Regions from separate parts of the Rattus norvegicus genome. Here region 2 is linked to region 1. Evidence: chromatin contacts called from public Hi-C data. All regions are on one chromosome and are shown on one strand. Each heading gives the region's core, a stretch centred on a gene start, on an enhancer-like site or on the middle of the called end of the contact. The rest is flanking DNA. Distances are from core to core; before and after follow the strand shown.

The links. Hi-C and Micro-C count contacts between places; a contact is called where the count stands out from the background.
Region 2: a Hi-C map of the A7r5 cell line shows a contact between it and region 1, with 5 times the contacts expected there. The contact joins the enhancer-like site here to the promoter of Fstl1 in region 1. A contact is called at or near these places in 3 of 12 Hi-C or Micro-C datasets (the A7r5 cell line, Schwann cells and mammary epithelial cells).

Annotation. Positions count from the first base shown.
Region 1 is chr11:76,450,559-76,455,505 of GRCr8, reverse strand. It overlaps Fstl1 (follistatin-like 1), which reads left to right and starts at 1,453. Exons shown (of 11, transcript NM_024369.2): 1 at 1,453-1,540; 2 at 1,681-1,737. The coding sequence starts at 1,681. It overlaps LOC134481075 (a long non-coding RNA gene), which reads right to left. Exons shown (of 2, transcript XR_010056291.1): 2 at 4,179-4,947.
Region 2 is chr11:76,541,709-76,546,335 of GRCr8, reverse strand. No RefSeq gene overlaps it. Among named protein-coding and RNA genes, the nearest start is that of Ndufb4, 25 kb to the left of the region's middle. Within about 2 kb of position 1,560, at least 59 of the 93 cell types and tissues checked have an H3K27ac peak or open chromatin away from gene starts, as enhancers often do. A contact at or near this core is called in the A7r5 cell line and Schwann cells, where this site is marked.

The sequences.
Region 1 (4,947 bases), core at 204-2,703:
CCAACATTCCAATTTGACCCATAAGAGAGTTTACATTTTGGTTTCCATCTGTCTCAGTTGGGGGATTTAGGCATAATTTTGAAACCTCCTAAAACTTCAGCAGTAGGCATTCAGCAGAATATTCGGTAGAAGATAAACTATGACATGCTCAGAGCACACCATGAAGCCTGGTGTGATGTGAACAGCGGGGTGTGAGGTAAAGAAGGTGAAGACAAGACGATAAGGTTCGGCCACAGGGTATCATAGGGTGCTTACAAGGAAGGCAAAAAGGTTGGATTTGATGTGGGTGGTGAAAGTGGATGAAGTTTCTCAGTGGACAAAGACATGACACGGTAGTATTTAAACCACAGAGTAAAAGAACATGGCGATTATTTTTCAGCGCGGTCAAGAATGAGTATGCCTGAATCAATCCACGTCAAATGGCTTCGTGAATTTCTGAGTGAGAGCTGAGAGTCTGCAATAGCAAAGTAGACCCGGACACAGAACTGAAGGGCTGCATAGGAGATCTCTGTGAGAAACCGATTAGGCTATGGTGACAGCCCTCCTATGGGAGGGCCTAGGGAGTTTGGAGGCAAGCCTGAACGATCCCTGAGCTGGTGGGAAGTGGGAGTGGGCGACCAGATGTTGGGTCTGAAATGTGTCACACATAGATTTATTCCTGGCCACCAGAGATAGGGAAGCCGGGGCAGGAAAGAGATAGGGGATCAGCACCCTTCTTATAGAGGCGCCACACCTTTGAAGACCTCTGGGGAAATTGGTGGAGATCGGGGGCATAAGTAGGGAGCTTCCCAGAAATGGCAAGGGTTCTAACAGGAACATTGGTGAGGTGGAGAGGGATTAGAGGGGAGTACATAAAAACGTTGCAGAGCAGGGCACTTACCCCCTCTCTCTAGTACACCCACAGTTGAATTCAAAGAAGCTTTCTGCTAACCACCCCATCTTGGGCTCCTGTGCCCACTTCCTTCTTGGGCTATAGTAACACCCTCGCACTCTACTCTCTCCTTTCCCTTTCAGCAAAGAAGGATGGCTCTGGGATGCTCAGGTTCGAGTCCCAGCCCTGGCAAGGATGCCCACTGTGCAGCCCATCCGGTTGCCGCTGCAGTCCGCAGCTAGTTCCTGCTGTCATCCCAGCCGCCGCAGGCCAGCGCCCCTCCCGGGCGTGGGTTTCCGCGGTTTTCCCTGCCTTTGTTGCAGGGACCCCTGAGACATGGACACCCCGTGCCTTCTCTTGAGATATCTGAGGATTCTTGGTGGGGGTCTAGGAGAGGACATGGATGCCTGCGGTGCACGGAGGCTCCTGGGCTCCGGGCGGGGGCCAGGAGGAGGGAGCGCAGCGGGAGCCGCGGGGGCCGCGCTGCAGAAGGGGAGGAGAATGGGGAGGAGCTGGGGGGCCGGCGGGCGGGGAAGGAGGGGTCTTAAGGGGCGGCGAGCCCAGGTCGGACTTCCTCGGCGCCTGGTGATCGGCGACGCTCCCACCTTCGCCTCCAACTCACTGCTTCCATCCTGCCCAGTGTCCTCTCGAGTCCCGGACCCGAGCACGGTGAGCGCGGTGCAGAGGCCGGGTCGCTGCGGGCAACGAGGGTCCTGGGTGGAGGGGACGAATCTGCGGGACCCGAAGAAGTTTCTAGGGTCTGAGCAGGGCCCAGCGCCTTCACTCTCACCCTCTTCTCTCTTCCGCAGATGTGGAAACGCTGGCTGGCGCTCGCGCTGGTGACCATCGCCCTGGTCCACGGCGAGGTAGGTGACCGGTTTCCGGGGTTTGAGCCCCAGCGGCCAAGAGTTCGCCCCAGGGATGCTCCCTGGGGGGTGGGACTGAAGGTCCCCCATCCTTACGCTGGAGTGAGACTCTGGTACGCTCGGAGCAGAAATTCTACCTAACAAACTTAGATCTCGATTCTGAAGTAGTTTGGGCCATAAACTGGAGCCCCACCACGCCTAATATGGAGGGAGGCTGGGGAGTGGGGAGAGGGGACAGACTGGGCGGATAGGGGCAGAGGCGGCGGACAGAGCAGCCTCAGAGTTCAAAAAGGCGCCTCGAATTCTTCTGTTCACTTCAGAGGAAACTGAGAATAGTTATGGACTTTTCTTTCCAAGTCTTTCCTGGTGGGGGAGATTTAAAAGATCTTTTTTTAACAGTAAAATGAAATGTCCTTTCTCCTTCATAGAGTGAGTTGAGATTCCCTGAAGTGCGTTTTCTTCTTCGTAAAATGCCCTGGATTTTTGTTGTTGTCGTTGTCATTATCTGGGCCCCATAAGAGTCTTTTACAATCCAAATTTCCTCTTAAACTCAGTTCAGCAAGTGTGGGAATCTGTGACTCTACCCTTTGGGGGCCTCTGGTTTCCAGTTAAAACATGCAGAGCCTCTCTCTCCTCCTCTCTCTCTCTCTCTCTCTCTCTCTCTCTCTCTCTCTCTCTCTCTCTCTCGTTTTCTTTTCAACTCCAGTGACCTTCCTGAGACACTACAAACAAACCAACAAACCCTATGCGCACAAGCCCCTCCATTAACCCAAAGGTTTATGGACAGAAAATAAACAATTCTAAATTCCCTGAGCTCCAGTCTCCAGAAAAGTGAGGTCAGAAACTAAACATTTGATAATTGTGGCAGGAAATGTGGAAGGAATTAAAACGCATGAGAGAGAAGAAATGGAATGCACATTACAAAAGAAATAGCTCCCTGGTGGGTGGTTTATAGCCCCTCCAAGTTTTTCTTTCACATTACAGCTTAGCCCCACCTTTTGTGTCACAGCTTGACTCTACCCCAGAATTCATCAACGCATACAGTCTTCAGGACTTTAAAACACACACACACACACACACACACACACACACACACACACACACACACGCTCACGCACACGCTCACGCACACTGTACTGCTTTCATTCACTGCATCATTGATTGAGGTAGAAACAGACTATTTTAACTCCTAGTGAAATAAAAGCAGCAAGTATTTATTAGGTAGCTACTACTTGTATTAAGATTCTACTTCAATCATAGGGAAACTGAGTCAGAGAAGTTAATGTAACTTACAAGATAAGTTATAATAGTGAGGGCAAGATTCGAACCCAAGCCGTCTGGCTCCAGAGCCCAGGCTCTGCACACCTCCCGACCCCACTTGCAAACATGAAGACTTAGAACTTCACTAAGTATTTTGTATCACTAGGATCACTTCTGCCATTTCTTTTTAAGCCTTTCAGCCCTGTGAGGTGGGCTTTGTTAGTTCCATTTTACAGAGTTAAGGAAACTCATTAAATTGTCCATGTTCACATAACTAGATCTGGAAGTGGGTCAGTGTGTGTCCAGCTCCCTCTACCTTTCAGGCACTCCTCAAGCCCCGCTTGCTCCCCAGCCATTTTCTCTGACTGGAGGAAATATCCCCAAGTTTTAACCCTGGCTAAAGAATATTCCTCTATCTGTATGATGGACCTCAAAACTGTTAGCGAGTGGCTCTCACCTTTAATCCCAGCGCTTTGGAAGCAAAGGGAGGTAGATCTGTGAGTTCAAGGCCAGCTTGATCTACATGAGTTTCAAAACAGCTAGAACTACACAGTGAGACCCTGAAGATTAAGATGATGATAAAATAACCAGGCAGTGGTGGCACACGCCTTTGTTCTCAGCACTCAGGAGGCAGAGGCAGGTGGATCTCTGTGAGTTTGAGGTTAGCCTGGTCTACAAAGAGAGTTCCAGGACACAGAGAAACCCGGTCTTGAAAAAATAAATAAATAAAAATCAATCAATCAATCAATTTAAAAGAGAGCTACTGTTCTGTGATAGATGAAGTGAAGTCCTGGTTAATTTCACAGCCAGCTTAGGAATTGCGACTTACTTTGTGAAAAGACAGAACCGTTTGCAGAACTAAGGAGTGTGGGGTCTGTCTCCTCAGCACAAGACTGTGGGTCCCAAGGTCTGGGATCAGTTCTAGGTAACCTGCTCCTCACTCCAGCCTGCCCATCCTGCTGCCCAGCAGGGACTAGCTCACCCCAGGTAGTAAGGCCCCTAGCTACAATTTCCTGCTGGAGCTCTATGGAAAAACATTCAGTTCTCAGGCAAAACCTGCAGGGAAAGAGGCAAAGGGAGGTGCTGAGGCATGAAAGCCAGGGGAGCTGGTGCAGAAAAAGAGGACACATGCACAGTGAAGAGGAATCAACGGACAGGAGCCACAGCCGCGCCACACTTCATGACTCCACTTTATTAAGGATTATTATCTTTTAATCAACCAAGCCTTTGTTGCCTGACCTTCCAGATAGCACTTGTTTTAATGCACGTGTTAAATACTACATCTTTACTCATGGATGAAAAAGTAAATTAACCCTCTCCATGGGAGACGTGACTCAGAATACATTTTAAACACTATAGTCGCAGTTAATGACGCTTGCAGTAGAATTTTTTCCCCCTTGTTAACTATAAGAACCTTCAGCAAACACTCAAATATGGTATTTCTAGTCTTTTGGCACGAGTCCATTTTATTAAGATTTAGATCTGCTGCAATCGTGCAAATATTGTCGAACTCTCAAAACCAACGAGACATAGAAGAAAACGTGAATTTTCTTGGTGCTCTTGGCTTTAATTATCAAACCCAAAGATTTATTTCACTTTTTTTAAACGCTGTTGATCGGTTTACAAATTCTGTTGCTTTTTGAAAAGCCCAAGGCCTTTGGAGTCAGCTTTCAGAATCATAGCTGTTCCTTCTTGGGTAAGGGTGGTCGGTATGATCTTAATGTTAGCGTGTACGTTCTATTTGGTTAGGTTTGATAAACTGTTACTAAATCTCACTAAGGGGAAGCATTACATTGTTTCCATATTTTCTATGCTCTGATGCCTGCCACCTCAGAGTACCATTGTGGTTGTTTCCTCCCTTGGCAGTTTCTCTGCTTTACCTCTAGGATGTCCTTGCCGCCAGCCTCCTTCAGAATAATGCCCCACCCATGTGAGCACACGGGCATGCGC
Region 2 (4,627 bases), core at 311-2,810, 91 kb before region 1:
GGAAAGAAGAGGAGTTAGTGTCAGTCAGAGGCTTGCTGGATGATGAAAGGAAAACGTGGAAGTTGGCAGAGGAAGGAGGACAAAGGAAAGGCGGCTACCCGGGTCCTGAGGGATTGAAAAAGCAAGTGGCCATTTCCCTAGGGCTGCACGGCTCCTGGCAATACCCTGAATTAATGGTTGTTTGCCTCTGGTTTAACAAAAGAAAAGGAATCTGGGGTGTTTGCCCAGAGCCTTTAAAAATAACCTCATGCTACCGACCTAAACAATGTTTTAGGGACATTTTATTTTTGCCCCGAGAGAGGCATAGCTCTTTTATGAAAGAAAAGTTGCTTGTTTTGTTTTGGGACTGGTTCTCACTTTGCAGACCAGGCTGGCCTCTGCCACTGTGCCTCTCCCCAGTAAGTTGCTGATTTTTGAAGGAGAGGTTTGGGTTCTGACCTCTGAAGAGAAGAGGGGGGTGGTCATAGGAAGGTCCTTTATGGGGAACAAGCATCCTAGTCGAACATCTGAAAATCTGCCCCTCCTTCACGTGATGCTCATATCCACTGCCTATTGCCCAGTGGTCTCCCTTGCTGACCCAGGACCACTCCCCGCGGGTGTGGCCGCCCCAGTCTATAGCTGCAGACTCCTATCTTGTTCCTGTTGCTCCAGTGCTGTGGGTCCTTCTTTGTCTCTCCCTCAACCGCTGCTCCCGGCCTCTGGACTTGCATTTCCCATACAGAAGTCTCGCCTTTGTGTCCTTTAGGAAGAGCAGGGCTTCTGCCTTGTTTAATAGCAACCTTAAGGAGAGGAGAAGAGGGAGAGAGGCAGGAAGGGAGGGGGAGACAAAGAGGGGGAGGGGAGAGGAAGAGGGGGAGAGGGAGGGGAGGAAGAAAAGGAAGGAAGGAGGAGAGACAGAGAGAGAGAGAGAGAGAGAGAGAGAGAGAGAGAGAGATATTTTTCTATCTCTCAGAGAACATTCTGCTCCTTGCAGGTTTTTTTTTTCCTCTCTCGCAGATCTGAAGACGGAGGGAAGAGGGAAGGCAAGGAGAGCCGGGCGTGCCTTGGCTACTGTGGAGTTGGGTTCACCTTAGGACTTATTTTGGATGGCCTCCAACCTAGACTGGGCAGGCCCACCCCCTAAGCATAGAGGTCTTGTTTAGTACCAGCGTCATATTTGAGGCAAGCAGATGAAAGTCCAGAAAAAGTCCCCCTTTCAGGCATATTTGCAGCACTTACTTGCGCGACACGTATTCAAGAAAAATGTTTGTTCACCCTCCTGCATGCCCTCCCATCAGCATGGGCCCTTCATAGATGCCTCCTCTGGGCCTTAGGACCTTGGCAATCAGACAAGCTCTGGCATTAGGCAGCAGGATTTGGAAAAGCCAAGACCTTGGGAAAGGAAAAAAAAAAGTCTTAAGTAGCCAAAGCTGGGTTACGTAATCCTATTTCTCTTGGGATCCGGATGGTGAGGTTCTTCAGAGTAGCCAGTAGGGGGAGCTCAGGGCGTTTATCAGAACTCCAGCGATCCAATGGTCAGGAGCCAAGTCGAGGCACAAATAAAACAATGAGCCTTTGTGATTTCTCTTTCAGCTCTTAATTCCGAGAGGCTTCAACCAGGACGGCCTGATCCCCACCCTGCGAGCTTCTCCCAGGGCGCCTTAATAGGCTTTCCGGAGTCTGTAGAATCAAACTCCCCGCCCGCCCCCTCCTCCTAAGTCTCAAGTTGGTTTCCCAGGCTCTCTTAGCCTCCCTGCCTTGCTTTTGTCTTCCTCCCTTTCCTGTCTCTTCAGTTTCTTTGTTTCTCTGCACTATCCTCGAGTCACTAGTACAAACTATGAAAAATGTGTGGGGGATGAGCCCACCCCCAGACAGAACTCTGAAATACACCAAAGCCTGGCACTTTGAATACAATCTAAAACATGTTGGTAAGCAAAGATGGCGAAGTCCGCCACCACGTGGCTGTGCGGTCACATCTTTCACGTTATTGTCTTTACATTAAGCGGCCCTTTGCCAACACAAAGCAGCTGTTGGGTGACTTGACTACCTCACTAGCTACGGAGACTGGGTCTTTCAGAGAAGGCACTGCCAGCTTACAACGGTTAACTCCAGTTACTGGCTTTCTGATTTTTGAACACTGGTCTCTCGAACAGTTCTAGAGCATGATGGAATTTTTAGAGTCAGGGACTGTTGTAGTCCAGATAAAAAAAAATGGAAATCTGCCCTGTGCCTCAATCTCCCTTGACCTGTGAGGTTTGGGTTCCCTGGGTGGGTGTGGGCCAGAAGGACTTCCTTTTTCCTTTTGGTTTTGTTTTGAGATAAGGCCTCACATAGCCCAGGTTGGCCTCCTTGAACTCACTAAGTATCTATGGATATCCTCGTGTCCCTGATTTTTGCCTTCTCCTAAGGGATAGGATTAAAAGTATGCACCACACTTCGGTCAAGTACCTATCTTTATTCACAGAAAATTTCTCTTAGGAAAACACTCATTGTATTTCTCTCCAAACTTAAAATTACTGGTGTGAGTGTGTGTGTGTATCTTTGAGGAAAATAGAGATTACATTCTCCCTGGGCTTTTGGGCCCTAGGGAATCTAGAAAACATGGCTAAGAATGTTTGTTAAATGCCAGAAGGTTAGATGACAGTCGACTGGCATAGCTTACCCATGACCAGAAGCTGTTTGGTCTGAAGATTTAAGAGGCACTGTGAAGGGAGGTTCTCTCAAACCTGATGCTGTGGTGGTATGAGCATTGCGGCCTCCTAATTTATGGCCATATGAATTCCATGGCCCCGCCTCCCATTCCAATAATAGTCACGTGAGTCCCTGAGAGGAAGAAACTAATGAGATTGGATAGGGCGCAATACCCTTCAAGTTAGGCATGCTAGCTCCCTCCAGGAACCAAGGCCGGAAGCTGAGGTCTTGTGTAACCGCGTCCTTGCCATGCTCAGTACTCGGTGACTGCTCTTACTCCCTAGTTCCAAAAGCTAACAGGGTAAGTGTAAGATCCAGGTACGAAGTAGAGAGAAATAGGCAATGTGACTCAATCCAACATTAACAGCGCTTCCCGATTGCTTACACTTGCAGGGCCTTGGCGGTCTAGAAAGGCTGAATGAGACAGGTCTGCCGCCGCCCCCCCCCGGGGGGGGGCTTCTCCCATTGCACCTCCTACACCTCACTCAGTGCTACAAAAAAAACAAAACAAACGAACAAAAAACCCCACGCCGTCGTCAGGTAGGCTGCCTCTGCAGCGCAGTCCATGACCGCTCTGACTTCCGGAAGAATAAAAATGAAAGTTACATTGCTTTTTAAATTAAGCTTGGCATCACTCTGGAAACTAACAAAGCATTCCCTTCTACAGACGCGGCCCCTAAGTTAGACAGTGTGCTTGTACGGCCGAGTCAAATGCCGGGGGATTCAAAGATGGCAGTGTTTCTCAGGCAGGGAAGAGAGGCCGGCGGGTCTCTGAGGATAGAGGGGGGGGAGGGGCTCCGTGGAGACTCGGGCACTGTGATATCATTGGAACAGTTGGGGAAAGATGTGATCAGGCAGGCGAGTGGATAAAAACGTGTTTCTAAAATTATGGGGTCTGGGCAAAGTACAGGTAGGGTAAGGGAGCTCATTACAGTTAAATCTTTACCAGGGACTTCCAAGTGGAAACCATGAGGGGCTACTATTTCCCACCTCTAATCAGTAAAAACCAGAGGAAATAAGCAAAAACTGCCAGGGAGGGGGTTGTAAAGGTCAACGCGAGGCTACTTCCAGGTGAGAGGGTGGCCTGGCACCACCTTCCTAGGGGCACTTACTAAAGAATAGAATCTTCATGTTCTGAAACACTGCAGGGGATGGGGGGGGGGGTGACCTCAAGAAGCTCCTAGAGTCCTTTCTAGACTGGAAAGCAAAAGAACCCAGAAGGCAATATCTAGAGAGAAGCAGTCAGAGGAAGTGCTTACCCACCGCCCACCAGTTCACATGCTCTCCCAGTCACCTCTGTATGTTTTGTTCCACGAGTTTGTACTTAGATCTCCCTTACAGAAACTCCGTCTCCAGTGTCCAGACTGGCTACGAAGATTCTCACTTTCCCACACAAACTGTCCCCGGCTCATCTTTGGGTCTCTCTCACAGGGTCATCATCCCGGAGTATTGATGTAACTTCAAATGGGAACCATTTTCACAGGAGTCAGCTGGAGGTAGGGAACAGAAAGGAAGCTGCAACAGAGCACAGTGAGGAGCAGACACCCCTGGGTGTAGCCAGTGTTGTGTTGTGTGCAAGGCTGAGGAGCCCGGCCTGCTACCAAGGGCTTACAGAGGCAGAGAGACAGATTGCAGGCTTAGAGGATGTCTTTCCTATAACCCGGAGGACAGTTTTGCAAAGGACTCTCTGGTCTTGGCCGTCCCCCAGCTTAGCTGTCTGATCCTCGGCTTCTTCCCAGTCTTGATTTCATTGTCTGTGAGTGGAAAATACGACACATCTCTAGGGTTTAGATAAGCCCTGTACCTTGTCGTTCTTTCTAGCCTTGTGTTTTGATTTTAAACATTGTCCTTACTAGGTTTCTACAGCTGTGACAAACACCAAGATCAAAAGCAACTTGGGGAGAAAAGGGTTTATTTCAGTTTATGGTTTATGGTCCATCCTGAAGGGAAATCAGGG